Linked DNA regions of Mus musculus: regions 1, 2, 3, 4 and 6 are each linked to region 5. The links are chromatin contacts, called in public ChIA-PET, HiCAR-type, HiChIP or PLAC-seq and promoter capture Hi-C maps. All regions are on one chromosome and are shown on one strand. Each heading gives the region's core, a stretch centred on a gene start, on an enhancer-like site or on the middle of the called end of the contact. The rest is flanking DNA. Distances are from core to core; before and after follow the strand shown.

Region 1 (4,468 bases), core at 1,278-3,777, 330 kb before region 5:
GAGCCTGAAAGAGAGAAGGAGCTATGGCTAAGAACAAGCACTGCTCTTGCAGAAGACCCAGGGCTGATTCCCTCACCAACAGCTAACTGGCCTCCATGGGCACCTACGGACTCGCACACACTGGAGCACACACACAAACACACACACAAGGAATATTTTAAAAGAATAGTAGTAGGCCCAGTGAGATGGTCCCAGAGGTAAAATGCTGGACAACCTGAGCTGATTCCAAGGACCCATGCAGGACATGGGAGAAAAGTGACTCCCAAGTTATCCCTGACATTCACATGCACACCTGCACACTTTCAAATGCAACAGAAAATTTAAAAATGAACACACACACACACACACACTTCTAAATGCCTACTGATGTCTTTGAAGAGTTCGTCAGTCCCTGTGGGTCACCTGTTGCTGAGCACATACTTAAATTTCTTTACCAAATACCTTTCTAAGGGGATTTCATTCATCATTCCTGTTGCTCTTATAGACAATTCCCTAGGGCTAGAAGATTGGCTTAGAGGTTAAAAGCACTGGCTGCTCTTCCACAGGAAATGGGCTCTAGGACCTACAGCACAGCTCGCAACAGTCTGAAACTTGTTTCTGATGCACCAGGTACAGACATATATAAAGGCTAAACACCCACACACAGAAAATAAGACTAACATCTTTTAAAAGACTATGCTCTGATACACTGTAATTAAACTATTTGCCATGAGTAATGCTAGCTTTAGAATACTGTGTGATTAAACTCTGCCATTTCATAAAACCAGAGTCCCTTCTAAGTGATAAAGGCAAAGTCAAGGGCATCTCCTGGGCTCTTTGTTCTCCGCATCCTTGTAGACAAGTTTCTCAGTTTTTCTTTCTTTGTTTTGTTTAATTTTCTGTCTACACTCACCTGGAGCGTCTTCGGTGTGGAGATCTTGAGCGGCTCCTTCTGCGATCTCTCTCCCTGGACCTGGACCTTTCTCGGCGTCTTCTTTCTCGATCCCGAGATGTGGACCGGGACCGCCTACGTTCTAACAAACACAAAAATAGCAGAGCTAAAGGTTAATTTGAACACCTAGAGCTGTCATAATGAAGTATAATGCAAGCCACTACTAGTAGTCACAATGAACAGTTAAAAAAACAAAAAAGTCAGCTGAGCATGGTACTCAGGGAAGAGGCAGGCCCTTCTCAGTGAGTTCCAGGCCAGTCCACGAGCTCTAGAATAGGCACTGCTAAGTGACAGAGAAACCCTGTCTTAAAAAAACAAATGCTGGGCAGCGGTGGCACACGCCTTTAATCCCAGCACTTGGGAGGCAGAGGCAGGAGGATTTCTGAATTCAAGGCCAGCCTGATCTACAGAGTGAGCTCCAGGACAGCCAGGGCTACACAGAGAAACCCTGTCTTGAAAAACCTAAACAAACAAACAAACAAACCAAGAAGTAATTCTTGTGCATAGTGGCACACACCTGTAACACCAGGACTGGGGAAGTGGAGGCAGAAAAAGCAATCATTCAAGACCAACCCCTGTTATGGTAAGGCCCTGTTTGCCATGCATCTGTGAGGCACTAAGTTCAGTTCTCTTGATCTCTCTCTCTCTCTCTCACACACACACACCCCTACTAACATTTCAACACATAACATCACTTAAATTACTTTAAAGTCAAACAATGTGGTGTATTTTAAAATCACCCATATTTCGACCGTTTATACAATAGCCTAATATCCAATTAGATTATCTTTTCAGTCAGAATCGTATTTTTAAAACAAAGTTCTGTGTTTTCTGAAAGCATGGCTGTGTATGAGGCTATCCCCGCCCCCTTGTTTGCTCTACCATGTCTTGTACTAATTAGTAAACTGGCCAAAGTAAGGCATAATGCTACACAATAGGTATTTCCCAAAGGAAAACCAATCTATTGGACATTTACTGCACTTCGAAGGCTCAATTTGCTTGAGGCCCTGGTTGCCTAGTAAGATAATTGAGTATTAGTTGAAGGTGAGCCTTGTTCTAAACAACTAGAGACTAATTCTAATCCCTTAACATGGCTGAGGATACAGATATCCTCTGAGTTTCCCCAAAGTCCCACCTTACACGGCCTCAGTCCTATGCTCTCTGTCTTATGTACAGAAGACATTAGGATATGCGGTCTCAAATTCTAAACACTTCCAACTAAAGACCCAGGCAGGGCACCGACATTTAGAAAGCATCTGTGAGCCAAGGCAGGTTGAATGTTATGGAGGGTGACGTTAATTCTCACACCAATCCTTCACGGTAAAGTTACCTACGATGGTTACGGGGACTGGACAGAGAAAGGCAGGCTGACTTATGATGTATGCACGGTCCCCCAGGAGCTAAGCGAAGGGACTGTGGAACTCTAGTTCAGGGCAGGGCTGAGGAGAGCAGGTCCCGGCCTCGCCCCGTCCCGCACTCTCCCGGGCCTTCGAGGTTAAGGTCGTGGGTAGCACCTGACACCGTCCCTAGCCGTGAGACTTTCTGGACTCACCCCTACGCGGGGAGCGGCTACGACTTCGACCCATCGGAGTCCTCCTCCTCCTCCTCCGACCGCCCCGGAAACAACCCCACAACTTCCGGAGCAGCTGGAAGTTGATTTTTGCAGGCCGGCTGGAAACTAGCAGAGCGCGTGGCGAGGGTTCCGGCGGCTCCAGCAAACAGATGACTTAAGTCTTGCCCTGGAAGTCGCCCCAGGGCCTGAAGTTCCTGGAAGAACTGGGCGCTAATTCCGCTTCTTCAAGTTGAGATTTCTTTTTAAATCTTGTCGCGATTTACCCCTTTGTCCTGCTGGAGAACTCACCTGTGTATCGCTCCACCCAGCACAGTTCTCTCTTGTTTTCCCAGCGTTCCTCTACACGTATAAAATACATCACACCAATCCTTTCTTGTTGTGGTTTTTCGAGACAGGGTTTCTCTGTGTAGCTCTGGCTGTCCTGGAACTCTGTAGACCAGGCTGGCCTCGAACTCAGAGATCAGCCTACTTCTGCCTCCCAAGTGCTGGGATTGAAAGAGTGTCTTACAACGTCAGGCCACACGAATTCTAATCGGCATGAGCTGTTTTTGACTTTTGCATTTAATTCTTAAGTCAGCTTTATGTTGGCGCAAGTGACAGCACTGGGATTGCACCCTAAACTACTATGGCGGTTTGAGAGAGTTCGTTTTATTTTTGTATGTATGTGGGTGTCCCTTGTATTCCATGCAACTGGCCATTGAGAACCTGACAGTAGGCACTGAGAAAGTGAGCAGCAAACCCACTGCATTCTCCCATCTCTTCAGCCCCAACTACTGTTTTTTGTAAGTAAAAGGCTCCATCCTACTCCCGAAGGGAACCTCCCAAATGTTGCCGTAACCTTCAAAATGAAAGGCTTTATGAGCCGCGCGCTCGCGCACACACACAAGAACGCGGCTTCTTGCAGTAAAACATGTATACAGCGAGTGGGAAAGGCTGCAGCCTCTACTGATGGAACCAGTGCTCTTGCCAGCCTTTGACGGGCAACAGCTGAGGACAGGCTTCTAGAACAAAAACTTAGGAAGAGGCAGAAGAGGCTAGTTTTAGTTTGAAAACACTTGGTCCACTAGTCATCATGTTAAGGAAAAAAAAAAAAAGGTAAATAAATAGACTTTTGTACAGCCTCTTTTATACCTGATCCCAACTAAACTAGAATTTCCACCATGCGGCCTGACTTCCATATTTTTGAGATTATGTGTCAAGCCGTAGGAGAGCACTGGGAATCTCCTGTCACTTATAAGGAAGTTTTAGGGATAATCTTGGATAACCACTATGGACAGCTGAAGTCACTGTCCACAGTGCAAGAGGGGGATTTGAGGAAGCCAGAGCACTGTATTAGAGGTGTGAGAAGACAGCAAAGTGACATGGGGGCTATGGGTGATCAGAGACATATGCCCCCTTCTTCCCACCTCCCCTTGCCAGGCTTTGGATCTTAGGTAATGAAAACACTTAGCACAGCCTCTTCAAATTTTCAAAAGTGGCTGGAAAGTACGATGAAGTTAGTGTAACAGACATTTGTGAATGCCTGCTGAATGTTGGATCCTGCACAACTGCAGCACTGGGGTGAAGGAGGGATCATGTGGGCTCTGCCAAGAGGCTTGCCATCTTCATCATGGAAGCAGATGACAGGCTGTTTTCATATCATGGATAGTATCCAGTGTGTTAGAGAGGGATACAAGGCCACTGAGCCGAATTTGATCTTACAGGAGGGTTTCTGGGAATAATATTCCCGAGAGTTGAGATTACCTACTGTGCTATTGCACTGTGACATGAATACAACTTTGTTCACACACACAGAGGCACGTACAGGCATGGTGCCTAGCACTTTTACCTGCTTAGCCATTACACACACACATCAAACACACACAGATATCACACACACCACACCCCCACACACATATCACACACACACACACCATACACACACCTACCTACCTACCTACCTACCTACCTACCTACCTACCTAC
Region 2 (4,658 bases), core at 1,583-4,082, 380 kb after region 5:
CTGCTGCCGGGTCTGACAGAGCCCCAGGTACAGCTGCAAGAAACTCAGCCTCTAGATCAGTCGTTTTCAACACACTGGCTCTGACCCTTTGGGGGTCAAATGACCTTTTTCACAGAGGCTGAATATCAGATGTTCACATTATAATTCATAACAGCATGAAAATTACAGTTATGAAGAAACAATGAAATAATTTTATGGTTGCGGGTCACTGCAACATGAGGAACCATATTGAAGCATCACACTAATGGGAAAGTTGAGAACCTGGGCTCTAGCAGTAATTCTGCCTTCCTTGCGCCACCTAGTGGCCTACTGTGGAATGTTTCCCTGAGGAATTTTTTTTTTTTACTTGGCTTCTCATAGCATCCATTAGAGGCAATCTGTAGTCCGGGAGGATTCAGGGAATCTCCTTGGGAAGTTAAGAGTCAGGGAGGTGAAGAGAGAGAAGGCGTTAGGGGAAGATAACCTAGCGGACGCGGGGAGAGTGGAGAGGACACCTTGTGTCTATTCTGAGTCTTCCAGTGTGCTGGAGAGAATGTGACAGAGTGAGGAGGACCTGGGTGGCAAAGGGCTGAGTGGGGAGGCTGGGTGGTGACTTCGTTCCATCCTTTAAAGTCCCACTAGGTAGGAGAGGCAGCTGCTGGAGTTGTTTTGCAGATTTGGCAACCGAGGCACGCTAAACAGAAAAATATTCTCCGCGGTCACAGAAGATTTTATTAAAGAGTTCGGCTAAGTCACAGGGTTACTCTTCCTGGTTATGTGTCATCCTAAGGGGCCTCGTTACTGAAGGAGGTGGTGATTCATAGCCGCATTCCTTTAGAAGTCAACATTAGAAGACAAACCAACTTCTATAGCACACCCCAGTCCCTGAGGAAGACAGTGAAAAGGCTTCCATTTGGAGCAGACCTAAGAGCTCTCTTGTCCTTGTAATAAGTGCGTTTCACATCTTACGTTCTTGTAGTCCATGACTCCATCCCATTCACTCTGAACGCTGTTGTCTCGGATGCTGACCACACCTCTGAGGGCATCGACATGGATGGTCTGGGTCCCCACAGAGCCATCCAGAGGATAACTGTCGCTAGTGTTCTAGAAGGAGCAATCAACAATGAGTAAAGCCAGTGGCCCCAAGTGTCTATCTGCTCATCCTGTGCAGGGTTAAGGGGGAATCCATGAGAAACTACAGGAATAATACCCCTGGGTATTATCTTTGAAATGTTTCTGCTAAAAGACATAGGTAGACTGGACCCTCTCCACCATACTCACCGTCAGCGCCAGAGCTGGAACTAGAAAGACAGTCACAAGAATGGAAGGCGCAATCTGAAATGGAACAAAGGTCACTGTGCTTAGTCCTTGGCCTCTGATGAGCTTAGACTCCAGGGCTGCCTTGCTGGGGTCCACAGCTTTCACCTCCCTCCATCCCTGCAGAGTTCCCAGGTGTGTCAGGACACTATAGCTTACTGTGTTCACACAGGGTGTGCCTGCTGCTCAGGAGGCAAGGTTTTGTCAGTCACTCAAGGACACTCCTATGTGGCTTCTACTGTCAATCACTGGGATAGATTTAGCCAACCTGACAGGGTAGGATCAGCCTGGACCACTATAGCTCAGGCCTCCCACTCTTCCTTTTTGTGCTACCTCTCTACTTCCAGGGCTGGGCACATCCTCTACTCCAGCTCTTGATCCAAACCCCAAATCTCACAGTCAGCCCTATTCCGCCTCTGCCCACCCTCCATCCCCCCTGGAAACTGACACCCTCCAGGCTTCCTTTCCTCTGAATTCTCTTACCTTGCCTAAGAAGAAAGCTACTCACTGTTATTTGCATACTATTTTGGGGGAAATTATGTTAGAATGTACCTAGGCCTTAAAATATTTAAGTTGTTCAGTTCCTCTATGTGGTGTGCTCTGCCCATCAAGGGAGTTTTCTGCAGCAGACATTAATAAAAGAATAGGGGGCTGGGTTAAGCTAGCCATAGTTTCTTGTGTACTTGAGGCTGGCCCAGCTCAAGTGCACCCATCATGACAAGTGGGACTGGCAGGGTCCTCCCTTCTCTTAACATCCATGAAAAGTCGGCATCTGGCTTCAGTAACAAACGGGGCCCCTGAAAGTCAAAGGAAGCGGCTATTCTACAGTGTTATCATCACCACAGTGCAGTGCAGCGCAGCTGCCATAGACACAGAGCTGCAGAGGGTGAAGCTGCTTTAGTGAAAGCTGGATGTGGTCGTGCCTGCCTTGAATGCCAGCACCCAGGAGACTTAGATGGAGGATTTGGAAAGTCTGAGACAAGCCACAGCGAGTCAAAGTAGCCTGGACTACAGAATGAGGCCTTGTCTTAAAAAAGCCAGAGGGACAAAAAGCACTCTATCCCAGCTGGCCCCACATGCATCTAAGCTATTCCCCACTGGCAATTTGTAAATACGGAAAACCACTGCAGACAAGACTCCAGCATATGAGTATCTACCTGGCCTCCAAAGAGTCTTGACTTTTAAGAAATTAGTTATTGATTCCATTAGAGGACACCCTTCCTTCAGATTCTCCAAAACAGAAGTGCCAACAGAAGATTGCACACCCAATCATCGTTTGAAAATTCTGCCTGGGTTGATTTGAACAGTTCCTGGGGCAGGGAGGATCCAGACCTCCTTGGCTGGTCTGACTGGGATATATATATGCTCCACATTCAAAGTTAAAGATGTACTCACAAGGCGTCTCATGTTGTCTCTCTCCAGCGAATGCAACGGCATGCATAATACAATTTTCTATGATCCGTTCATTTCCCAAGTCTAGTTTATATAGACTTCAGCCTCTCAGGTCTCACTATGATAAGGGGCTCAGGGACTGGTTATCTACGATCCAGAAACCATTAGGGGGAAAGCTAGTTATGTAATTACGGTTATCATTTCCTTTTACTAGATCCGAGTGTTTTTCTTTCTCTCAATAGCTCGGCAGGTTCCAAGGCAAACACTGGATAAGAATAGGTCTTTGTGGCTCGTGTACTCCTGACCCCAGAGCCACTGTGTAAGGACTTATAAGCTGCTGATACAAAATCAAGGGGATCACACTTGAACTTCTTGATTTCTGAAAAGTATTCTTTTCCTAACAGTGAGAGCGGGTCGAAGAAACCTCATAAAACCCAAGAGACAAACTGATTTACAAGATTATTGATTGGCAAACAGTCTTGTCCCTTCCTCATCCAAACACAGATCACACAGTTTGCTCTGCACCCTCTGCCTCCACCAACTTCATCTCTATTCATTTCTTCAATGCCCTCTCTGTCTGACGTAGCTCAGGTCCCAGTGAACTCTCTGATGCTTGGTCCCACTAATGTGGATTTTCTGGTTTGCCTCTTCATTTCAGGGTAGTTTTTCTACCAAATCAAACCAAACCAAACCAAACAAAACCTTTGACTTGCTGCAGAACTACTGAGACATGAGGAACTCTGACCCTCACACAGTAGCACCAATTCAAGGGCTTTCACACACTTGTTTTTTCAAGCTCTGATTGGTGGCGCCCCAGACGTCTGGATGAAATTCAATTCCCTAGAGTCAGACATTTCTTTCAAGAGGAGGATTACAGAGATGACCCTGGGCATCAACGTGATCAGAGCAAGGAAGGCAGGCAGGCAGCTCAGCCCTGACTGGGCTCGGTGCAATTTGGCTATGGGAAGAGCAAATAGCTAGGCTTTGGAAACTGCCAGGTCACTCAGGGTTGAGATAACACCATAATCCCATCTGCAGTGTTCCTGATACTTTATAAAAAACAACACACGGCCCACATACTCAGCCACCACTGTGTCAGCAAAACAGATTACAGAAGATTACAAGGAAATATAACTACATGTGTTTATATGTGCCTTATAAATAGAACTTATAGGCCAATACCACAGTCATGATTTCAGCTTTGTAGTGCCAGTGGTGTGGGTTGGGAGGAACTGCGCTGTTAACCATTTTGCAAATGAAGACAGATTAATGGTGCCAATCACATTCAACTCCTACCTCTGCACTAGCCAGTACTATGACTGCACAGCTAAAATGTGAGTTCGAATTTCTGGACTTCAAAGGATCAAACTGTATGTATTTCCTTCCAACCACAATGTCCTTTAGAGTTAATTTATATTCAGCTGCAGATCAAAAAGGGCAAAGGTTCTAATTCTATGCCACCACCCAAGGTCTTCTGTGTTTAAGGGTTACTGTGTGAACAACTAATTTCGTTGGAGTCTCTCTTCAAGTGGGGAGCAGAAGCCATTCAATGGGCAGCTAGGTACCCCTCCTCTTATGCTAAGGAGCAGAGAAACCAAACTACAGGCAGCTATGTCCTAGAGGGAGAACCAGCAGGTGATCCCAAATGAGCTTCCATTCTGGAAAGATCTATGAGAGGACACCTAGCTAGGGCTCCAGACAGGAAGGAGACTCCAGTCCGTAAAGAGATGCAGAGAAATGGCCTCAGGGAATCAGAAAGCCTTGCAGAGGCAGCAACCCCTGCCCTTCACCAGTATCCATCACGAGGGGGCTCTAGCAGTCATTCAACTTTCTCCTCGGATGTTCAGTGAGACCAGTCTGGGGTTTCACTCCCTACTAAATGGAGTCTCTGTTGACTGATGAAAAGAAGCTATGATATTTTTAACAATAAAAGACCTCAGGCAACTGGAGTTAAAATAAGAGCATTGGAC
Region 3 (4,986 bases), core at 1,408-3,907, 460 kb before region 5:
TAAGGATGCTGAGATGTACTCCTTATATGCGTTGTCATTCTTGGCGTCTAGCTTTAAATACTAACTTGAAAATTTCTTTGAGTGGTTTTCATAGGAGAGGGCCAAGAGTGTAAATTAACACTTAAATGGAGGGCTGGCAAAGTAGCTTAGAGAGGGATCCATGGGCCTTAGAGGGTGGCAGGAGAACCAACTCCCACAGACTGTCTTTTGATACATGGCATAGCACACCCCCCCAATAAATAATAAATTTTAGGAACTGGGGGTAGGGACCAGGAGTGGGGGGTGACAGTGATTGGGATATAAAGTGAGTAAATACATTAATGGAAAAATACATTTTAAAAAATAATATTTAAACTAAAAAGCAGAAAGCAAGTGAATTTCTGGAGGACAATGTGATGTTTTCACATATTGTGTATACTTGTGTTCAAATTGGGTTGAATAGCACAATCTCCTCAGACATTAATCTTTTCTTTGTAGTGTGAAAAATTTCAAACTCTTCTAGCTTCTAGAATATAGGGCATATTATCACTCTTTGTAGTCTTTCTATTTATATAATATAGCCCAAACTGTATTCCTTTATAAAAATTTTTATTTATTTATTATATGTGAGAACACTGTAGCTGTCTTCAGATACACCAAAAGACGGCATCTGAACTCATTACAGATGGTTGTGAGTCACCATGTGGTTGCTGGGATTTGAACTCAGGACTTCTGGAAGAGCGGTCAGTGCTCTTAACTGCTGAGCCATCTTTCCAGCCCCCAAAACTGTATTCCTAATTGTAACCTCTCCACCTCTCATTTCTTTCTCTCTCTGGCTGCAGACCACCATTTCATTCTTGCTGTTATGAGGTTATTGTTTCTTACTTCCATGTGTGGGGAGACTGTACAGTGCCTTTACTCTCATCCTAGCTTGTATCATTTAATGTAATGATCCCCTGTTGCAGTCATGCTCTTGCAAATGACAGATTTAAAACCTTTTTTTGGGGGGGTTTTGTTTTGTTTTGTTTTGAGACAGGGTTTCTCTGTATAGCCCTGGCTGTCCTGGAACTCACTCTGTAGACCAGGCTGGCCTCGAACTCAGAAATCCGCCTGCCTCTGCCTCCCGAGTGCTGGGATTAAAGGCGTGCGCCACCACGCCCGGCTAAAACCGTTTTTTTTTTTTTTTAATTGACTGAAAAGTATTCTGTAGTATAGTTTACATTTTCTTCCTTGTTCCCCCTCTGACTGTTCCACTTTCTTTCCTTTTCTCCTTTTAAAAACAATGTTGTTTCTTTCTCTTTGAGCTGGGGATAGGACCCAGGTCCTCATGGATGCTAGGTAAGCATTCCACCAGAGAGCCCTGGCTTGCAGTATGCAGTTGCTGTCAGTGCTGTAGTGAACATGGGCTATTGATGTCTTTTTCTTTGTGTGTGTCTATCTTTTGGTCTGCACAGAGTCTTCCTTATGTAATCTGACCTCAGAGCTTACATCTTTCTGCTTTAGCCTGCTAAGTATTGGGATTATCTGCATATCTCACCATACTTGGGCCCTGTGTGAGTAGTGTCTTCACCGCGTTCAGTATTCTTTACTATTGATCACAGTCTATAGAGTAGCTTTCTGGCGTCTGGGTTCCTAGTGATGCAGCATGTGCCAGTGGCCTAAACTGGCCCTTCCTCAGTCCTTTGTAAGCAGCAGCCTATTATGGCTAGGAGCTTGTGAATTTTATTTATGCCTTGAATTTTTTCATAGAGTGGTAAGGTATGCCTTAAAAAAAAACAGATTTATTTTATGTATGTAAATACACTGTCCCTGTCTTTCAACACACCAGAAGAGGGCATCAGATTCCATTACAGATGATTGTGAGCTGGGAATTGAACTCAGGACCTCTGGGGGAACAGTCAGTGCTCTTAACCACTGAGCCATCTCTTCAGCCCTGAGGTGTGCTTTTTTAAAAAGTAGCCTTGAATTAAGAACTTAAAACTTTTCTTGGTACAGATGTTTCCCAGTCTTCTTATGTTACGGGTGAGGAAACTGAAACTGAACCCAGAAAAGTGCAGTGACATGTCTTGAGTCACAGCTAGCCACAGTGGAACCTCAGGCATATAACCCAACTCCTGCTGAGCTGTCCTCTGGTATTGTCACTTCACAGCAAATGGTCACTAGGAATAAACTGAAAAGTTTTTACTGAGACAGGAATTTTGCCACCCATTAATGGGGAATCAGGAAGAGGTAGTAATAACTCTTTATACTCAAAATGTGGCCCATTTGAAGGATTCTGGATCCCTTTGCCCTGATGTCCCAGTTATTGGATCCTCCCTGTAATTCTCAAACTCAATAAATCCAGAAAGTTGCTTCAGCTTTGGAGAAAAGAGTTATTGAGTAGACTGGAGTGGGATAAGTGTGTTTATGCCCTGCTGTAAATAGTTGACAACCTAATCAGCTGCCAGAGCTTGGAGACAGACACTGTAAACCGTGTCTTATCAGTGGTCTAGTTTCTGTTTGCGTTCCAGCTGGGGACTCTTCTGATGGGAACCACCTGTTCCTGGTCTTTGCGCGCTTTGGATTTCCCCAGTCCTTCAGTCCTTTCAGTTTTGAAATGAAACCTGCTCTCCTGGCTAAGGTCAGGTCCAAGAGGACTTTGACAGTTCACACCGACTTGTTTTTTCTTAGAGCCAGCTGGTAAGTGAGCCTGTGGTTTGAGAAGTGGTAGTGAATCAGCTGTTGGGTAAGGACTGAGCAGTGTCATTGCTTTGGGTAACCAGGAAAACAACCAAGTATGTTTGCTCAGGAAGCTGAAAGTTAAGAGTGCAGTCGCCAGAGGGCTGCACAACCGCAGCCTTGCTTTCCAGAGGAGGACGTCTCCCACCCCCAACACCCTACCCCAGGTTTAGCTACTGTAGCCAGCCCAGACTCGCCTTGAATTCCTGATTTTCCTGCCTCAGCCTTTAGTATTAGGATTACAGGTGTATACCATCATGCTTTATTACAAAAAAGGTGTTTGGGGTTTTTTGTCTTTCTTTCTTTCTTTCTTTCTTTCTTTCTTTCTTTCTTTCTTTCTTTCTCTCTTTCTTTCTTTCTTCCCTTCCTTCGTTCCTTCGTTCGTTCGTTCCTTCCTTCCTTCCTTCCTTCCTTCCTTCCTTCCTTCCTTTCTTCCTTCCTTTCCTTCCTTCCTTTCTTTCCTTCCTTCCTTTCTTTCCTTTCTTTCCTCTGTAGCTGTCTTCAGACACACCAGAAGAGGGCATCTGATTTCATTACAGATGGTTGTGAGCCACCATGTGGTTGCTGGGAATTGAACTCAGAAACTCTGGAAAAGCAGTCAATGTTCTTAACCACTGAGCTATCTCTCCAGCTTCTTGTTTTTTTTTATTGTTTTTGAGACAGGGTTTCTCTGCAGACCAGGCTAGCCTCCAATTCACAGAGATCCACCTCCCTCCTGAGTGCTGGGATTAAAGGCATGTGCCACCATCACCTGGCTACTGCAAAAGGTTTTATCTCAGCTTCTTGTCTCCCCATAATACCTCCTCACCTCCTTTCTGTCTGAGTCTCTGGCCTCTCTCTGCTGCTTTGCTGTCCTTGCCCTTCACCATAAACGTCTCACCAGGACATAACTCTTCATTTAACTCTGTCTAGTGAGACTGGCTCACCCCATGACCTCACTAGGTTGCCCCAGGCTCATTTCTTAGCAGCATAGAACCATCCTCCCTTTAGGATTTCTGCTGGAACAATGGCAGCTGCTTTTGTTCTGCATGCTGGCATGTCTTCCTTTGTCTTCCACATTCAGTGGTCCCAGTTAAAGATCCAAGACAAGCCTGGGCACAGAGGTTCAGGAGAAAGTATGGCATTGGGAGGCTATGTTAATATGTTCAGATGTGGGCAGGTGCAAAGCCATATTTAACCATGAAGGCCATGTTGGGTGAGAGGGTAGCCTTGTTCCCTGGCTCATTCTCTTTGGGGACAGAGTGTAGCTCAGTGGTGAAGCACTTGATCCCTAGCACCACAAACACCAGGATGATTGGTAGTTAGTAATTTATATGGAATGTAGCAATTTCTGACTCCTTCTCTTATTCCTGTTCCCTGGAGAGAATGTGTCCTTGGAATGTGTAAACCCAGAAAACACTTAAAAGTTATTTTATGTCTTTAAAGTTTATCTCCACAAATGACATGTTATATACCATTCTGATACTTTGTCTCAAGAATGGGCCTTTAGCCACTATTGTGGAGTACATTTTTTTTAAAGATTTATTTATTTACTTAACATGAGTACACTGTGGCTGTCTTCAGACACACCAGAAGAGGGCATCAGATCTCAGTACAGATGGCTGTGAGCCACCATGTGGTTGCTGGGAATTGAACTCAGGACCCCTGGAAGAGAATTCAGGTGCTCTTAACCACTGAGCCATCTCTCCAGCCCTGTGGAGTACATTTTTTTGTCCAAGCACTCAGGAAGGTAGAGACAGGGAGATCTGTAAGTTCAAGGCCTGTCTGATCTATATCGTAGCAAGCTTCAGGTTAGACTCTGTCTCAAAAACAAAACGAAATAAAACAACAAAAATTGGGCCTTGGCAGTATCCCATGTTAGTAAATAGTCATTTCATTCTTTGTGGCCACTGTGTAGCATTTCATAAAATGGATAGTGCTGTGTTTTATTTAGCTACTTTCCTATTGAGAGACAAGAAAGTGTTTCTCTGTTCTAGATGATGCTCACTGTGATTTAAATGTTGGCTTTCTCTTCTGAGTTTATTGATCTCAGCCTTCAGCCAGCTTCAGTTACCACCTACACGTGGGTGATTTACAGTCTCCAGTTGTTCACAGGGAGAACTTAATGGTGGTTATTGTGTCTCTCTGTCTCTCTCTGTTTCTCTTTCTGTCTCTGTCTCTGTCTCTGTCTCTCTCTCTCTGTTTTCAGTGCTGGGGATTGAATTTAGGTGCTCACACATGCTAGGCAAGTGCTCTATCGCTGAACTGCATCACCAGCCCAGGTATCTTGCATTCATAGTAAGCACAGTG
Region 4 (5,119 bases), core at 1,295-3,794, 310 kb after region 5:
GTTTTTGTTTTTACATCTTGTTTTAAGTGTATTTTCCATTTTGGTACCAATCTTTTCACATAATCTTTTTAGTAGGGCCCACAGATGGCACATATTTTGAAATTGGCATGTCCGAGGCTAGGTGAGGGATTTAAAAGGCACATTTATTCAAGATCTATAATTACTGAGGTTTTTTTTTTTTAGAGCAATCAATGTTGCAGAATAAAAAATATAATGCCATTCTGAGTCTTACTTTTGAGGGGGAGTAAAGAAATCTTTTTTTTTTTGAAGAACATAGAATTTTCTACTTACTCATATGTTTTAAGAATTTTCTAAGATCATGTAATTTGAGAGCCATTTAAAAATTAATTTGGCAGAGGTGCTTGGTGATTCATTTAGACAGAAGCAGCCGATCTCTCTTTAGCTCAGGGAAATCATCTTCTGTCGTATTTATTTACTTATTTTTGTGCCCTTCATAAATGTTTCCTCTTCCTAGAAATTTATCTCTCTCTCTCTCTCTCTCTCTCTCTCTCTCTCTCTCTCTCTCTCTCTCTCACACACACACACACACACACACACACACACACACAGTGGGTGCACTGTTAGCAGTCTAAGCTTCTCCCTCACATTTTTAGTCTCTGAATACTTCCTGTTCTTGGAAGAGTTTCTCCAGCTTTCTTTAGATGAGCTGACCCTACTTTGGGCGCTTCTCAGCAATGTGGGCATTATTTCCAAGGACTTTAATATTTAGCGGGGTATAAGCTTCTCACTGGAAGACTTCACATTTTCTTTCTCATAGACGGTTCTTGTTTGTCAGTGCAGTTATCGACTGGACATTGAAAATATCAGCGAGACGCTTGTTTCCTTAAAAGGTTTCAGCAGCTGTGCTGTTACTTATTGTTTAGTTTGTTAGTTGGGTCTGGCTGTTTGCGTCTGGCTGTACAGCCCAGACGGGCCTAGAATTCTCCATCCTCCTGGCACAGCCTTCTGAGAGCTACAATCACAGCTATACACCCCACCACCAGAAACACTCCTTTTACGCAACAAACATCACAGTTTAAATGTTTCTGTAAATCTTGATTCATGCTTTGGATGATTTTCATTAAAAACAACAACAATAACAACAACAACAAGGAACCACTCCCCTTTCTAGAACAATCTGTAGCTATCTGAAAATGCTTTGATGTTTTCTTCAGTTACAAGTGACAGCAACAAAATGGTTTTATCCATTATAAAAGATGCATTTTAGCAATCACATTTTTTGCACTGAATGTTTCAAAGCCCTTGTAGGTAGCATGTGTTTTCTTTCTTCTTCTTCTTTTTTTTTGTCTTGAAAATTAATTTCTAACTAGAAAAAAAGTCTAGGTATTAGATTCATCCAATAAATATTGAGTTTTGATTCTTAGTTGAGGGACCTATCCAATCCATATTTTCAGGCTTTCTTTAAGTAGAAGAGTTGTCTTCTAGTGTCTTTAAATGACCTGTCCAGGCTGCACATCAGCACTGAGGAGCATGTGGCGCTCTGGGTGACCATTGCTGTCACCCTTAGCATCTTCCCCTAACTGCATCTATCTTCTTTTGGAACTATGACTTCCCACCACGCCTTTACAGTGTCACTGTCTACATGGCCAACTCTGCCTCTCACTACTTCCTGAGTGCCTCTAACTACTGCCTTGCTTTATACTTTATCGTCCTAGGTCCCTTGCTTTCCACTTCATATTTTACCTCCCGTTTCACAAGTTCTTGTTTTATTTTCTTTGTCAGATGGAGCTAACCAACGTTCACTTCCTACTTTTGCCTCAGCGATTTTATTTAATCGCTTATCTTAAGGTGTCAAAAAAATCTTTAGGCCCCATCTTCATCCTTGAACAGGAAGTGTAGCTGAACTCCAAAGTAAAACAAACGACTGTACACCAGTTTGACTGTGTGTATCCTCTTAAGCTTTCAAGCTCCTCCAAGAAGTTAACACAGGGAATGTGATTGGTCTTGATGGGCTAATGTGAACAACGTCTGTCAGGCTAGGGAGAATTGAGGGTGGACTTGCCTCTTGACCTTCACTGTTGATACAAGAAAAAAATCCATCCTAGCAAGGTTTGTTGGTTGGTTCTGGACATATTCACACCACTCCTGCATTCTCTCTTGTTTTCTTGGTCTCTACCCAAGGCTCCCTCATGCTCTATCTGGCCTCCTTTTGGGACCCTATTGCAGCCACATAATCAAAGCCAAAAGCCTCGCATTTCCCTGGAGTCCATGCTGGATAGGACCATAGTCTTAAAGATGCCCGGGTTATTTCCCCTGTGGTATGTCTGCCCCCCGCTCTCCTGCACAGGTGCTCTGCGCAGGGATAGCACAATGAGGCATGTAGCCTCCAAGGGAGTCTTGTCCAACCAGGTCCCATTCTTCACTACTTCTTACTTCAAATTTATTTCCTGCTTTGTTCAAGAAGCTCCTTGAAAGTATTTTTCTAATTTTTTTCCCTTAAACTTGGCAACAGGCTTGAAAACAGACCCTGGCTGACCTCTTTCACACTCCGCCCATCTGCCCTGTTTCTCCTATTAATTTCCTACTAGCTTTGTGTGTCACCATCCCTTGGCTGTGATGTAGGCTCTCTAGTCACCTCCCAAGACCTCTGGTGGGAGAATGGGGCACATCTCGGTGATGGCGAGACAGGGTGGGGTGAAGCTGTCTGTATTTGGCTTCCTTTCCTGAAGTCACAAGCTTTCTTCCCTTTCTCGAATTTCATTGAGTTCATCAGATCGATACCTTTTAGCTTTTGCTCTTATGATGCCCCCAGATAACACTTCTAAGAGCCATTCATGTCTTCCTTTCTTTTTTCTTTTTTTTTAAAGTATTACATTTGCTTCTCTGAGGGAGCACACATGTGCCACAGTGCAAGAGTGGAGATCAGCAGACAGCTTGCAGGAGCTGGTTCTACCCTACCACGAGTCCCAAGGAACAAAATCATTCTTAATGTTAGGCTGTCAGGCTGGACAATGAGCACCGCTGGATCTTCTCCCGGCCTTGATGCCTTTGTTTCTTTTTAAACATCTTCTCTGTCTTCATCTTCTCGAGCTTCTTTACAAAATATCATTCAGTCAGTCAGTCAGCCACACATACCTGGTCTGCTTTTTGGAATTGACAGGCTAATAACTAAGATTCCTCCTGTACTGAGTATTTACTAAGCAGCAGGCGCTGTGCTTGGGATTCACTGCCATTAAAGTTAGCACTCTGAGTGTGGCCAGCTCCGCTATCTCTGCCCTACTCAGTGATCTGTACATTTCCTGGACCATGATTTTGCTCCAAACCCTAAGACCTTAGCATTTAACCCCATGCTCATGATGGCTATGCAATACTGCCTCCCCATGGTGGGGTTAGGAAATGGACAATTGCAGTTCATGGTGAGGAACTTAACACAGTTGAGGATAGCAGAATTTCCATATATTGATATGGAAATAATGGAGTGGGGCTCCTGGGTAAGGCTTAAAATTGGGTCATTTAAAGGGCTGACTGTTGCCCACTTTAACAGAACAGAAGGTAGAAGATCAGTTACAGTTTGTCTTTAATCTGTTCTCTCTTTGATGACAGTTAACAATCACAATCACCCTAAAATTGAAAAGCCAAATGGAGCCAGTTTTGAGAGACAAAGAGGAAGCTATTAATTATACTAGGACAGCAAAAACCACACCAGGCCTCTCCTGGGCAAGCCAGGATGTTTGGTCACCTTGGTAACAAGGATCCCTAGCATCCCACAAGTGCTCAGTGATGTATCTCACTTTGCCCTGTTTGTTGTTTGACTGCTGGAGTGCTATGGCTCCAACTGGGATTGGCACACTCTCTTCTTAACTGCTTTCCAGCGTCATCTGTGAAGATGTACTTGTTTTTATGGGAGGGGTGACAGCAGATGGATCAAGATGCTGCTCATAAACTTTGCCATCCCTGGAGGCCCTTTGTACTCTAGTGGGGTTGTCCGCCAATGAGCACTGGAGGGCAATGGAAAAGATAAAGTGTGGGTAGAGAGGTTTCCTGACAAACACTAAGCATGCTTCCTTTCCATATATGTTCTGGACCACACCGCTGCTGTCAGAGGGCAGGATTTGTTTGGGCTTGAGAGACTCTAAACAAGAGAAAGATTTTTAAGTCAAGATGCAATGCAGAGGGGTGGAGGTTCTTAATTATTTGGGGGAGTGTATATGAAGCCCACAGCTAATGCCTTAAGATAAGTGGGCATGACTTAGGTGGAGATAGAGTGGATAACCGCTCCGCAGCTGAAGGGTGTGACTTAGCTGTGGAACCCACAGCCATTTCATTGTAAGGTTAAAAGGTATAGGATGTGGTAAGAAATGGAACCTGGGGACTACATGGTGACTACGGCAGTAAAAGTCCCTGGTATTTTACCAAAGCATTCACACTTGGTCATGAGAGAGCTTTACTCTGTTCAGAGTGTGTCTGAGAGGTGGGGCTTAGGGAAGTCAGTGTCAAGATTAGATGTGTGTCAAAAAACAAAACCCAAACCAAACCAAACCAAACCAAACCAAACCAACCAACTAACCAACCAACCAACCAACCAACAAACAGATTGACTTAGTGCTAGAGTTCCAAGAGACAGGTTAGATGAGGTACAAAAAGAGGTCAATTTGGGCAAGATTTCATTCTACTGGTAAAAATGGTGGAGACCTGAGCTAAGGTGATGGCCATGTGGAGAATGGGCAGACCTGGCTTATGAGACACATCACCCTCTGATACCAAAGGCACAGGAAGAGATGAGTTTCGAGGCAAATGTCCCAGATGATCACCCTTCACCTGACTCACCCCTCTGCTTCCCAGTGATACAGCCTTGTACCGCCCCTCTCCCCACTGCCCTGCCATGCCCAGACGAATATGAGTACCATTTCTTCTTTTCCTAGACAACTATTGACAGTCCCTCTGGATTGGACCTTGGCCATCTTCTTCTTCAAACTCCACCTCTTCCTGACATCTTAAGTCTTTATATTAGTATCTTTAGTCTTTATATTAACTATTATCTGCACCCACATCAATAGCTGCCCTTGGGCTAACAATATTCAAAGCTTTATTTTCAGCCCTAAGGCTCCAGGGAAGCCGCCTGCTCAGCGTCTCCACCCAAATGCCCTACATGTTCAGA
Region 5 (4,932 bases), core at 106-2,605:
TGTGAGCCTTCATGTGGTTGCTGAGAATTGAATTTTTAGTATCTCTGCTCCATCCGGTCGGCCCACTCGTTCCGGTCAACTCTGCTCACTCAGTCCCTGCTTGCTCCGACCCAAACGTTTACTTATTATTCTACATAAGTACAGTGTAGCTGACTTCAGATGCACCAGAAGAGGGCTTCAGATCTCATTACAGGTGGTTGTGAGCCACCACGTGGTTGCTGGGAATTGAACTCAGGACCTTGGGAAGAGCAGTCAGTGCGCTTACCCATGGAGCCATCTCGCCGTGGAGGACAAACTATTCCTAAGTGTAGGCCACGTGTCCAGCTGTAGAATGGTCAACAAAGAACCAGCTCACTGGCATCTTTGAAGGTCCCTGGTCACATAATGTTAAGCTAGGACTTTGGGTTTGTATATTTATTTAATTACACATTTTTGTTTACATTACATTGTTTTTGTTTTTTATTTTATGTATACATATATTTTACAATTTTTCTCTCTTTCCCTTTCTTCATCCCTCCCTCCCCGCTTTGCCCTGTAGGTCCCTTTTCATATATATTATGGCTTCCAGTGTTGTCGATAGCCCTGGGGCTAATTATATTTTATGTTAATTCCGTTTTCCTGTGTGTGGTTTTGAACAAGGAATGAGTCAGCGCTCAGGTGATTTCCTGTAAACCTGCTTCCCACCTTAATTTGTAAAATAAAGGAGAGCTGATGATTGGGCAGATAAAAGGGAAGGTGGAATGGAAGGTGGAGAAAGAAGAAGGAGAAAATGGATGAAGGAGAGGACGCGGAGGAGGAGGAGGAAGAAGAAAAGCGGAGCAGAAGCACATGGCCTGGAGAAACTGCAAGCTCTAAGGGGTCTCATAGATGTGGAAGATGGTCGTGTAGCGGTAGATCTGTCCAAACTAGGTGCACATATGTATTCATATTAACTGTGTTGTGTTTTCATTGCTGAGGCATATTTGGATTGGAGATTTACCGCAACATTCCAGCTTTGTATTTTCACGGGACTCTTGCATATGTGAACAAGTGTGTCTCTGCACTTATATGCATTTCTTGAACTCTTTTCCTTGTTTGTTTTGTCCTATTCTGATGTGTTAGGTTTTGTTATATCATATATCATATATTCCCTTAGAAGCCTGTTTGTTTTCTAATGAGCGACAGAAAGGGGGTGAATTCGGAGGGGAAGTGTGGGGAAATTGGAGGAAATAGAGGGAAGGGAAACTGTAATCTGGATATATTATGTGAGGGAAAAAAATCTACTTTCAGTAAAAGGAGGGCGGAAAGGCCACCTGCAGCACCGCCCTCAACTTGTAAGGAACCGGCGTCCCCGGACCGCCCTCTCTGCAGGGCCTGAGTCTGCGTAGGACTTGGAGACAAGAAGGAGGCGGGTCCGCGCAAGCGCACTGGCACTGAAGTGATGGCGGCGGCCGAGCGGGCATGGGGAGCAGCGGTCGGTGTAGTCCGGCTGTGCAGGCGGTAGGTGTTGGCTCCCTGGCTAGCAGATCCCTGTCGCTGCCTTCTCACAGGCAGGAGCTGGCGTCTGAGGGACCCTTGTCCTGGCTCCAGAGCCCGAGGCCAGCCACCTTCCACGGATGTCCCTTGTAAATCCCACGGGAATGTGGCTCCGAAGGGAAGAGCGGTCCCGGGGTTGTGTCGTGTCCTGTCGTTCCCTTTCCAGGGAGATCACGGCTCGGAGAGAAGTGAGTGACTCGAGGAAGTCCACCGCCCAGGCTTGTGCGAGTGCGTCCTGTTCCTCTTCTAGAGCCACTCCCTCAGATATCTGTCAGACCCGAGTGTGACAACTATAGAAAGGGGCCTGACAGAATGCTGATGCCAACTTGAAGTTTCAAATGCATTTCATCAGGCTAGCATAGAATCCCTCATCATCTGTCATCCCAATACTTGAAAGGTGAAGGCAGGAAGACCAGGAGTTCAAGGCCAGGTTAGACTATTTATGAGACACCCTCCACCACCCCACCACCCCCGTTTTAAAACTCCTAAATGTATCTCATAAAAATAGCAGATTAACAGAAGGATTTTGTGGGTTACCCCCTGCCCACCTGTTTTCGATGACTCCCCTTCAGTTACTTTACTCAAGATCGGTTAGACTTCAAAACTTCCTGCCAGAGTATACTTCTGGTTTATCCACGCTTGCTGCTTTTTCCCAGGGTTGAAGGAATATTAGGGTGTTTCCAAATCCTGGAGTATCCACTCCATTCACTTAAAGAATAGTTACTAGTTACCACGTAGTGATAACAGCTACCATTTACTGAACGCTCACTGTGTGGCCTGGTGTGGCCCTTATTGCTAGGTGTTCCTTAGGGAGAGTGATCTACAATGCTCTGCACGCCTTTTGTTTCAAATGAGTGCGTCTAATAAGGATGCAGCACATAGTCCTAGCATAAGAGAGCAAGCAGCCAGAGGGCACAGCACCAAAGCAGGTACACCATCCAGCAGATCAGGCCGGGGGAAACCCCAGGATCCAAGACACTTACTGGGGACTCTGGTTGCCAAGGGTCTTCTCCTGGGTATGACATTTAATTAGCTATTTCTGTCATCGGCATTTTTTTTTTTTTCGATTCTCGAGACAGGGTTTCTCTGTGTAGCCCTGACTGTCCTGGAACTCACTCTGTAGACCAGGCTGGCCTCGAACTCAGTAATCCGCCTGCCTCTGCCTCCCGAGTGCTGAGATTAAAGGCGTGTGCCACCACGCCCTGCTTGTCATGGGCATTTTTATAACATGGAATTTGAACAGTAGCTGAGTCTTGTATTTTGGGAAGGTGCCCGGGAGTGACTTAGTTCCCAGCTGTGTTCAGGGGCTGGTTTTGCTCCTGTTCTGGTCTCCGATGTTTTTACTCTGTTCTGGTCTCCGGGGCATGATGTTTTTACTCTTGGACTGTTTTGCTCCTACAAAGGGTCTTGGAGGACAATTTTAAGTATTCACTTAAGGCAGGTGGATCTCTGTGTTCAAGGCCAGTCTGGTCTACACAGTGATACCCAGTCTCAAAATTAAAAAAAGAAAAAAACAAAAAAAAAGGGGGGGAACTCAAGTCAAGTCTTTTCAGATAATTTCCCTTTCTAGCCGGAGTTACTTTCCGAGCTCCATTCCTTTTTAATTGGATGAAGGTTTGAGAATAGCCAGTCAGTGCTCCTCTATCAGAGTGAAGTGAAGGTCCGACGCCTGGCTAATGCTCCCTCCCCAGCAAGTATAAAGAATGATGGCTGCTCTTGGCAATTGCATGTGTTCTATTAGACTTTAGACTTTGAATCGTTGGGATGAAGCGGGTGTCCTTTATCCTAACTATTTCAGTGGCGTTTCTGACTTTAAATTTTGGGACATCTGTACTTCATGAGATACCATGGGGATAGAAACTATGTCTAAACGCAGAACTCGTTTCTTCACGTGCACCTTACCCATCACGGAAATTGCATGCATTGTTTCTAGTGAACTTTGGAAGGCAGGCCCCTTACGTGGGGCCAGGTATGAGATGGGTTGAAGCTTAGAACATTTCAGGTTTTTGCTCAGGGATGCTCATTTTTTACCTCCCCCCCCCCCTTTCCCCAAAAGGGCTTTGCAAATGCTAGGCAAGCACTGTCCCATGAGCTGCACTCCCAGCCTTTCCCAGGACACAGGGGGCTACTTCTCTCCAGGTGACTGCTGTGAGACCGACAAGGAAAAGCTTTTTGCTGGATATGTGGTTTTTTTCTTAGCTGTTTTCAGCCATGTGACCATCCTACCTAATTTTTAAACCTTTAAAAGAAAAAGTAAGCCAGTGGTGGTGGCACAGGTCTTTGGTATCAGCACTAGGCAGGCAGAAGCAGGCAGATCTCTTGAGTTATCAAGCCAGCCTGGTCAGCAAGAGAGTTCCAGGAAAGCCAAGGCTACACAGAGAAACCCTGACTCAAAAAAAAAAAAAAACCAAAAAAAAAAAAAAAGAAAAAGGAGGGAGGGAGTGAGTACAAAGCCATCGTGTGGCTGAGGGTCTGGGGCTGCAGATTTCAATTCCTTTGTCAGTACATTTCAGATTCTGATACCCGGATGTTAGTGTGTACCTCCAGTTACCAACGAAATGGGTTTCCATGTGGTTTAACCAGTGTTTTTCTTTTATGCATATCAGTGTTTTGCCTGAATGTATGCGTACCACATGCATGCCTGATGCCCTTGAAACTGGAGTTGCAGACGATTATGAGCTACCATGAAGGTGCTGGGAGCCAAACCCAGACCCTCTACAAGAGCAGCAAGTGCCCTTAACTGCTGCCCCATCTCCCCCGGCCCTTTTCTTCTGTTTTTAATTGTATCATTTGCTGAAGTACAAATAATGTTGCAGATAGAAAATGAAAAGTTAACTCCCTAATTTGAGGCCTGTTTCAAAACAACAAAGCAGTTTAGATTCCTGACCATGTCACTCTGTTTTAAATGTAGGTTCTGTCATGTAGCGACTCCACACACCTTTAAGAAACAACCTCTGCATCAATATGTACGGAGACCACTTTTCCCGCTGCGCGCACCCTTGTGTAACACAGGTACAGTGCTAGAGATAATGATCATAAAATACAACATTTTAAAGTTTTCCTTTAAAAATTAAAATGTATTTGCGTGTGTGTGAGTGTGCCATACTGTGTGTGTGGCAGTCAGAGGACAGCTTGTGTAAGCCGGATCTCTCCTTCTACCTTGCGGGTTCTGGGGAATTGAGCTCAGGCCTTTGCCTTGGTAACGAACACATTTACCCCCTAAGCCCTCTCAACAGCCCAAGAATTTGTCAATTTTCTATTCAGAGGCTTAGAAAAAGGATTCAGTGATTTCCTGTCCATCCCCACCCCCTCCCTTTGGTAAAACCAGACTTTACTGTTATTATTGGTCAGAGGGCATTAGCTGTAAACGTGTGAAATCTCAATGTCTTGTAGACATTTGTAGACCATGAGTTGCTC
Region 6 (4,941 bases), core at 2,196-4,695, 480 kb before region 5:
AGGGCTCGCCTGAGTTTGGGTGCTTGTTAGTACAGTTGAGCTGCTTCTCTCTCCCAGGGACTCCAGCCACTCTAGCTTATCTGGCTGTGTTTGAGGACTCAAGTTTGTTGTCCACTGGCTCTGATTAATGCTCAATTTCCAGAAGACACTGTACTAGGTCCTCACTGGCCTCACTCATGTCCCTCTTGTCACTTAGCCAAATATAAGTACGTATCTTTTTTCTTTTTTTTTTTGGCCTAACTATCTCTAAACTCACACTCTGTAAGCCTGGCTGGCTTCAAATTTTTATATTTTTTATAATAAAAATATACTTTTTTTTTTTGAGGCAGGGTCTATGTAGCCCTGGCTGGTCTGGAACTCAAAATATAGGGGCCTCAAACTCAAGAGCTCAGCTTGCTGAGTGCTGGGATTATACACACACCTGGCTAGTAGACATCAGTTTGTCCCTATCTTTTAGTCTGTATATTCTAGGCAACACCTAGAAGTAGGCCCTCTGCAATCTAGTTTATTGCGTTCTAAAACTTTTTGTCCCAAGTTTAGGAAGTGTGTTCCTCCTGTAAGACCTTCAGTATTCAGTGCTTTGCTTAAGGCCACGAGGCAGAACCAAGTCTGTTTGATAACCTGGGCTCTTCAGCAACATAGCAGTGAATGTAAATCTCATTACCAAGGAACCTCAGAAAGAGGCCTGCACCCCAACCCCCATTCTGTAGAGAAACAACAAATGTTTATTGTGGATAACTCCACCCTCCACCAGGGATTCCTTTGCCTGGGTTTGACTGCCCACTACTCTAGCACCTAATTGTCTAATGTTTTACTGTTTGTTGGGTCTAGTGCTGCTTGTCAACACTTTATGCCCTTATGTCCAGCCTAGACTCAGCTGATGGGCACTTGGTTACTAGGCATTGCCACTGCCGTTCTCAAGCTGAAGAAAAACTCAAAGAGATCTAATGGGTGTTAAAGATGCAGTTTTCTGGTTCAGTGTGTAGTGGGACTCAGGAATCCTCATTTGAACACCCTGGACTGGTCTACATTCCTGGGAGGACTGTCCCACTTAGGCAGGATTATTTCCTGCAGTAATTAACTATTGCACACAGCTGAGGAAAATCACAAAAATACCCCTTTGTTTCCCGGCACCTCGCTTGACAGGTGTAACCTTCTGACGGGCTACTTGCCACAGGTGCATGGCTCCCTCCCCACGTGGTCCTTCTGTTGGGGTCAGCCCAGACTCAAGGCCCTCCAATCCCCCCCCCCCTTGCAGCTGTGGCCCTCCTTTCCCCCCTTGTGCTTCCCCTTCCTCCTAGTCCCTGCCCCCCACCCCCACAAGCCTTCCCACAGATTATTTTATTGTTCCTGGCCAAGTTTGCCCCGCGGGATGGGGGTAGCGGACAACGGGCTAGACGCTCTCCATCCACCCTGTCCTGCTGAACGGGCAGTTTTTCCACCCGAGAAAAACCTGTATCTTCCACCAGAGAAAAAGGCAGAGGCCTCTCTGGAACTAGGTTGGATATGTCACTCCCAGGAAGAGACCCATCTTTTGTAAACATCCCAAAGCAGGCCCAACCTGCCGTTCCTTTGTTGGGGCAGAGGGAGGGGAATCTCAGCGATAAGGCAAGAAAAGCTTGCAAGGAACAAGGGCGGGCCACCCTTCTCCCCCTGGCCGCCAAGCACCCCATACTTAAAACAGGGAAGGGAAAGAAAGCAGCAACCGAAGAATTTAAGATAGGAATTCCCAGCTTTCAAATACGAAGCATTTTTAACCAATCCATTTGTTTAATTCTTAAATTCTTGACATTACAGAACTAAACTGAAATTTATTAACATTCCACTCTTACATTTCTTATCGACAAACAGAAAATAAAATCCATGAGCCAAAAAAACCCAAACGAAACTAAAAACAGGGAAAAGCTTATAAAACTAAATATGGATCCCAGCATTAACGGCTGAACAGAGAATGTGATTTTTCTTTAAATTCTTAGCGGATGATAAAGTGTAGAAACTGAACACTTACAAATTATTTAAAACCTGGAATTACCGACCAGAAATTACACAGTTGGATCATGGGAAACAGCAGGAAGGGGGTTACGAGCGAACCTACGCTGTTCTAGCTGCACCCCATCCCCTTCTCAGAGGAAAGCCTGGCATTGATTAGATACTGGGCCAGGCTAATACTGGCAGCCGAGCCAGTAATAGTGACCTGCCTTCCAGAAGAGCCTTCCACCGGGTTGGCAATTTTGATCTGGGCCCCGGACATCTGGCGGATCTCATTGATGTTGGCGCCTTGGCGCCCGATTATGCAGCCGATTAAGTTATTTGGAATGGTGAGTTCATGGGTGGTTTGAGTAGATGCATCCAAACTTGCCCAATAGCCTTTCACCTCTGGAGAGCTGGAGTCAATTCCGGCGAATCCCGTCCCGCCGTGCATCATGGCAAAGTGAGACTGTTGTCTTGCCACCTGGTTCAGCTTGGCCAGATCCAGCGGAGAAATGGTGTGTTGTCCTTGAATCGAGTAGGCGTCTAGAGGTGGTCCCTCCAGGTCGTGGGTGGCGTGGGGGTAGCCCGCCGCGTCGCTGCAGCGATCTTGGCCGCCCGCGCAGATGACTGGCGAGCTGGCCGGCATGGGCTGGTACGGGATGGTCATGACTCTCCCCTGTGGAGACTGGGAGAGCGTCTCCAGCATGACCAGGCAGATCTGCTTCACACACTCGGTGACGGACTGCGGCACGCCGGCGATAGTGATAGCCCGCTCGGTCGAGTTGGGCAGCATATCCCCCGCCACCTGGACCTGGGCCCCGGTGCTCTCGCGGATCTCCTTGATCTTGCAGCCGCCCTTGCCGATCAGGGAGCCACACTGGGTGGCGGGCACGACCAGCCGAAGTGTGACCGGGGGCCTGCTGGCCGCCGTACTGTTGGTCATGGAGCTGTTGATATCTTCCTCCAGCTTGTCGATGATCATGGCGAAGGCCTTAAAGATGGCATTGGTAGGCCCAGTCAGCGTGATGATCCTCTCCGGGCAGTTCCCCTCCGAGATGTTGATCCGCGCGCCGCTCTCCTCGCGGATCCTCTTCACCGACTCCCCTTTCTTCCCGATGATGCTGCCTACTTCCTTTCCGTGCATCAGCAGCCGAATGGTGAGAGTCACGTTGAGTCCGCTTTCAGTCACACCGGCGTCCATGGCGAGCGGCGGGCGGCGTTCGGGAGTTGGGCTCGTTACGTGGTCAAGTCCTGGGCGGCTGGCGGGGGAGGGGAGGAGTAGGCCCGAACTGCCGGCGCGAGGCGAGCGGGGGGCCGCAGGAGCGGGCGGGCGCGGGCGGGAGGCCGCGGCGGCGTCGCAGGACTGGCGGCGGCGGCGACGGGGGCGAGCGGGACCGGGAGCGGTCGACGGGCGGGTGGGCGAGGGCGCGGCGGTGGCGACTCCGGCGGCAGCCTCGGCGGTCTGGGCGGGGCGGGAAGCCCGCTTTCAACCCCGCGTACCCTCTGACCCCGGAAGTGCTTTCCGCGCAGGACCCCTAGGAGAAAAAAAAGAGGACCGGCTTTTTTAGGTCACAAGACTGCGCCAGCGCGCGCGACCCTTGAGAAAAATAACCCGGTGGCACCGCCGTCGGGTTGAAAACGGACAACGTGGGCAAAACTGGGGACCCGGCAGAGATTGAGAGGGAGCACGTGTTTTGTTAACCCTAGCGGCTCCGGCAGGGGACTGGGAAAATATACTGGTTTTGTGCCGGGGACAGATAATTGTTTCCCGGTCCGCCCAAGGATTCGATGGCGGAGCGATACAGGCATCGGCGGAGGCCGCTGCAGGCGGGAGCTAGGCCGCCGCGGGTCGAAAACGTGCGCGGGAGGGGACCAGGGCGCATGCGCGGCAGCGAGGGGGGGCGCGAGCGGCCCGCGTTGGCTTCCGTGGGGGGAGGGGCGGCGAGGCGAGGCGCGGCCCGGCGGCTGTGCACGCGCTCTGCTGGGCACGTGGGGCCCCTTCGTCCCCGGCGTCCGGGCGCCTGGTCCCAGCCCCCACCTTGGCCTCCGTCCGGCGGCTGCGTCCGCGACGCAGAGAGACTCGAGCGAGAGTCACCCGCCCCGGCGAGTGCCGCTCGGGCTAGTGGCGTTAGGAACGGGGGCCGCTGGAATGGCGTCCACTTACATAATGCTTTGTTTGCACTTGGTCGGCTCCGGTTAGGGAAGCCCTCGGAGGCGCTACCTCCTGCCCTCGTGTTTTATGTCCCACGATAGTTCCCGAGACCTTAGAGGAGCGGTGCGCACTGACGGCGTGCCGGCATGGCCCCCCGCATGTCCGCGCTGGCTCGCCCGCCGCCTGGACCACGCTTTCGGGAGGCGGCCAAGCCTGGGCGCCGCCGCCATCTTGGGAGGTCGCCCTGACCGAGGCCTCCCGCCGGGAAATGGCCCTCGAGACGCTGGAGAGCGCCTTGTGCTTTCTTTGCCGGCTCCTCGTGCCGCCGCCATAGTCAGCCTGGAGGAGGTCGTGTGAAGGAACGTGTTGTTTAATACTTGGCCGAAAGGACCAGCGTGGCGTTCCTCACCCCACCGCCACCCCACCCCCGAGCGGGGAGGGCTGGCGGCCATGTTTCCCAACAAAATGGCGACACGTGTCGCCATCGAAAAATTGGGCCGGGTCTGAAAGCTCTAGAATGTGCCTTTCATCAGTCTCAGAATTTCCCATAGGATGAAACAGCAAGAGGTGCTTTTGGAAGAAAGTTAATTCCCTTGGTGGGCAGGAGAATAAATAAAATGCAGGCCTGACACGGGATTTTTAAAAAACTGAGTAATGGCAGGCAGGTGTGTGCCTGTGTGTGTGCGTGCGCGCGTGTGTGCACAGTATGTAACCAAGTACCCAAGCATCTAGAAAAAATTTCTAGTTTTTTTCTAGATGTTGTACAGGTGGTGCTGTAACTGATTTAAGATTGTTATGCCTAATAAGCCATAGAATGG

The links. Promoter capture Hi-C pulls out the DNA fragments that hold promoters and counts their contacts. ChIA-PET counts read pairs in DNA pulled down with a chosen protein or histone mark. HiCAR-type assays count read pairs that join an accessible place to other places. HiChIP or PLAC-seq counts read pairs in DNA pulled down with a chosen protein or histone mark.
Region 1: a contact with region 5 is called in a HiCAR-type map of embryonic stem cells, with 2.9 times the contacts expected there. The contact joins the promoter of Snrnp27 here to the promoter of Nfu1 in region 5. A contact is called at or near these places in 4 of 39 promoter capture datasets (embryonic stem cells, hippocampal neurons, liver and 1 more), 5 of 115 datasets of contacts at active chromatin or transcription factors (the 230-238 cell line, astrocytes, embryonic forebrain and 2 more) and 4 of 9 other capture datasets (adipose tissue, embryonic stem cells, liver and 1 more).
Region 2: a contact with region 5 is called in a FOXA1 HiChIP or PLAC-seq map of pancreatic cancer cells. The contact joins the promoter of Gkn3 here to the promoter of Nfu1 in region 5. A contact is called at or near these places in 11 of 39 promoter capture datasets (the 3T3-L1 cell line, 3T3-L1-derived adipocytes, the C10 cell line and 6 more), 2 of 115 datasets of contacts at active chromatin or transcription factors (astrocytes and pancreatic cancer cells) and 3 of 9 other capture datasets (adipose tissue, macrophages and pancreatic islet).
Region 3: a contact with region 5 is called in an RNA polymerase II ChIA-PET map of memory CD8 T cells, with 12 read pairs. The contact joins the enhancer-like site here to the promoter of Nfu1 in region 5. A contact is called at or near these places in 1 of 484 Hi-C or Micro-C datasets (pro-B cells), 2 of 115 datasets of contacts at active chromatin or transcription factors (memory CD8 T cells and pro-B cells) and 1 of 9 other capture datasets (pancreatic islet).
Region 4: a contact with region 5 is called in a promoter capture Hi-C map of pre-B cells, with 4 times the contacts expected there. The contact joins the enhancer-like site here to the promoter of Nfu1 in region 5. A contact is called at or near these places in 5 of 39 promoter capture datasets (the C10 cell line, the HPC-7 cell line, cranial neural crest and 2 more), 2 of 484 Hi-C or Micro-C datasets (neural progenitor cells and uterus), 5 of 115 datasets of contacts at active chromatin or transcription factors (astrocytes, embryonic stem cells, memory CD8 T cells and 1 more) and 2 of 9 other capture datasets (adipose tissue and pancreatic islet).
Region 6: a contact with region 5 is called in a FOXA1 HiChIP or PLAC-seq map of pancreatic cancer cells. The contact joins the promoter of Pcbp1 here to the promoter of Nfu1 in region 5. A contact is called at or near these places in 3 of 39 promoter capture datasets (liver, pre-B cells and stem cell-derived epiblast-like cells), 1 of 484 Hi-C or Micro-C datasets (embryonic stem cells), 3 of 115 datasets of contacts at active chromatin or transcription factors (cardiomyocytes, memory CD8 T cells and pancreatic cancer cells) and 2 of 9 other capture datasets (adipose tissue and pancreatic islet).

Annotation. Positions count from the first base shown.
Region 1 is chr6:86,681,964-86,686,431 of GRCm38.p6, forward strand. It overlaps Snrnp27 (small nuclear ribonucleoprotein 27 (U4/U6.U5)), which reads right to left and starts at 2,528. Exons shown (of 6, transcript NM_025665.2): 1 at 2,484-2,528; 2 at 893-1,013. The coding sequence starts at 2,517.
Region 2 is chr6:87,386,103-87,390,760 of GRCm38.p6, forward strand. Gkn3 (gastrokine 3) reads right to left here and starts at 2,833. Exons shown (of 6, transcript NM_026860.1): 1 at 2,692-2,833; 2 at 1,261-1,314; 3 at 949-1,083. The coding sequence starts at 2,733.
Region 3 is chr6:86,545,499-86,550,484 of GRCm38.p6, forward strand. The region is part of intron 3 of 1600020E01Rik (RIKEN cDNA 1600020E01 gene); the gene reads left to right. Among named protein-coding and RNA genes, the nearest start is that of Gm38676, 19 kb to the left of the region's middle. Within about 2 kb of position 2,658, at least 143 of the 459 cell types and tissues checked have an H3K27ac peak or open chromatin away from gene starts, as enhancers often do. A contact at or near this core is called in memory CD8 T cells and pancreatic islet, where this site is marked.
Region 4 is chr6:87,320,252-87,325,370 of GRCm38.p6, forward strand. The region is part of intron 1 of Antxr1 (anthrax toxin receptor 1); the gene reads right to left. It overlaps Gm34090 (a long non-coding RNA gene), which reads right to left. Exons shown (of 2, transcript XR_001785289.1): 2 at 2,816-5,119. Among named protein-coding and RNA genes, the nearest start is that of Gm34090, 9.2 kb to the right of the region's middle. Within about 2 kb of position 2,545, at least 10 of the 459 cell types and tissues checked have an H3K27ac peak or open chromatin away from gene starts, as enhancers often do. A contact at or near this core is called in adipose tissue, where this site is marked.
Region 5 is chr6:87,008,481-87,013,412 of GRCm38.p6, forward strand. Nfu1 (NFU1 iron-sulfur cluster scaffold) reads left to right here and starts at 1,356. Exons shown (of 8, transcript NM_020045.3): 1 at 1,356-1,479; 2 at 4,427-4,527. The coding sequence starts at 1,421.
Region 6 is chr6:86,522,744-86,527,684 of GRCm38.p6, forward strand. Pcbp1 (poly(rC) binding protein 1) reads right to left here and starts at 3,446. Exons shown (of 1, transcript NM_011865.4): 1 at 1,737-3,446. The coding sequence starts at 3,172. The coding sequence ends at 2,102. 1600020E01Rik (RIKEN cDNA 1600020E01 gene) reads left to right here and starts at 4,587. Exons shown (of 5, transcript NR_037960.1): 1 at 4,587-4,690.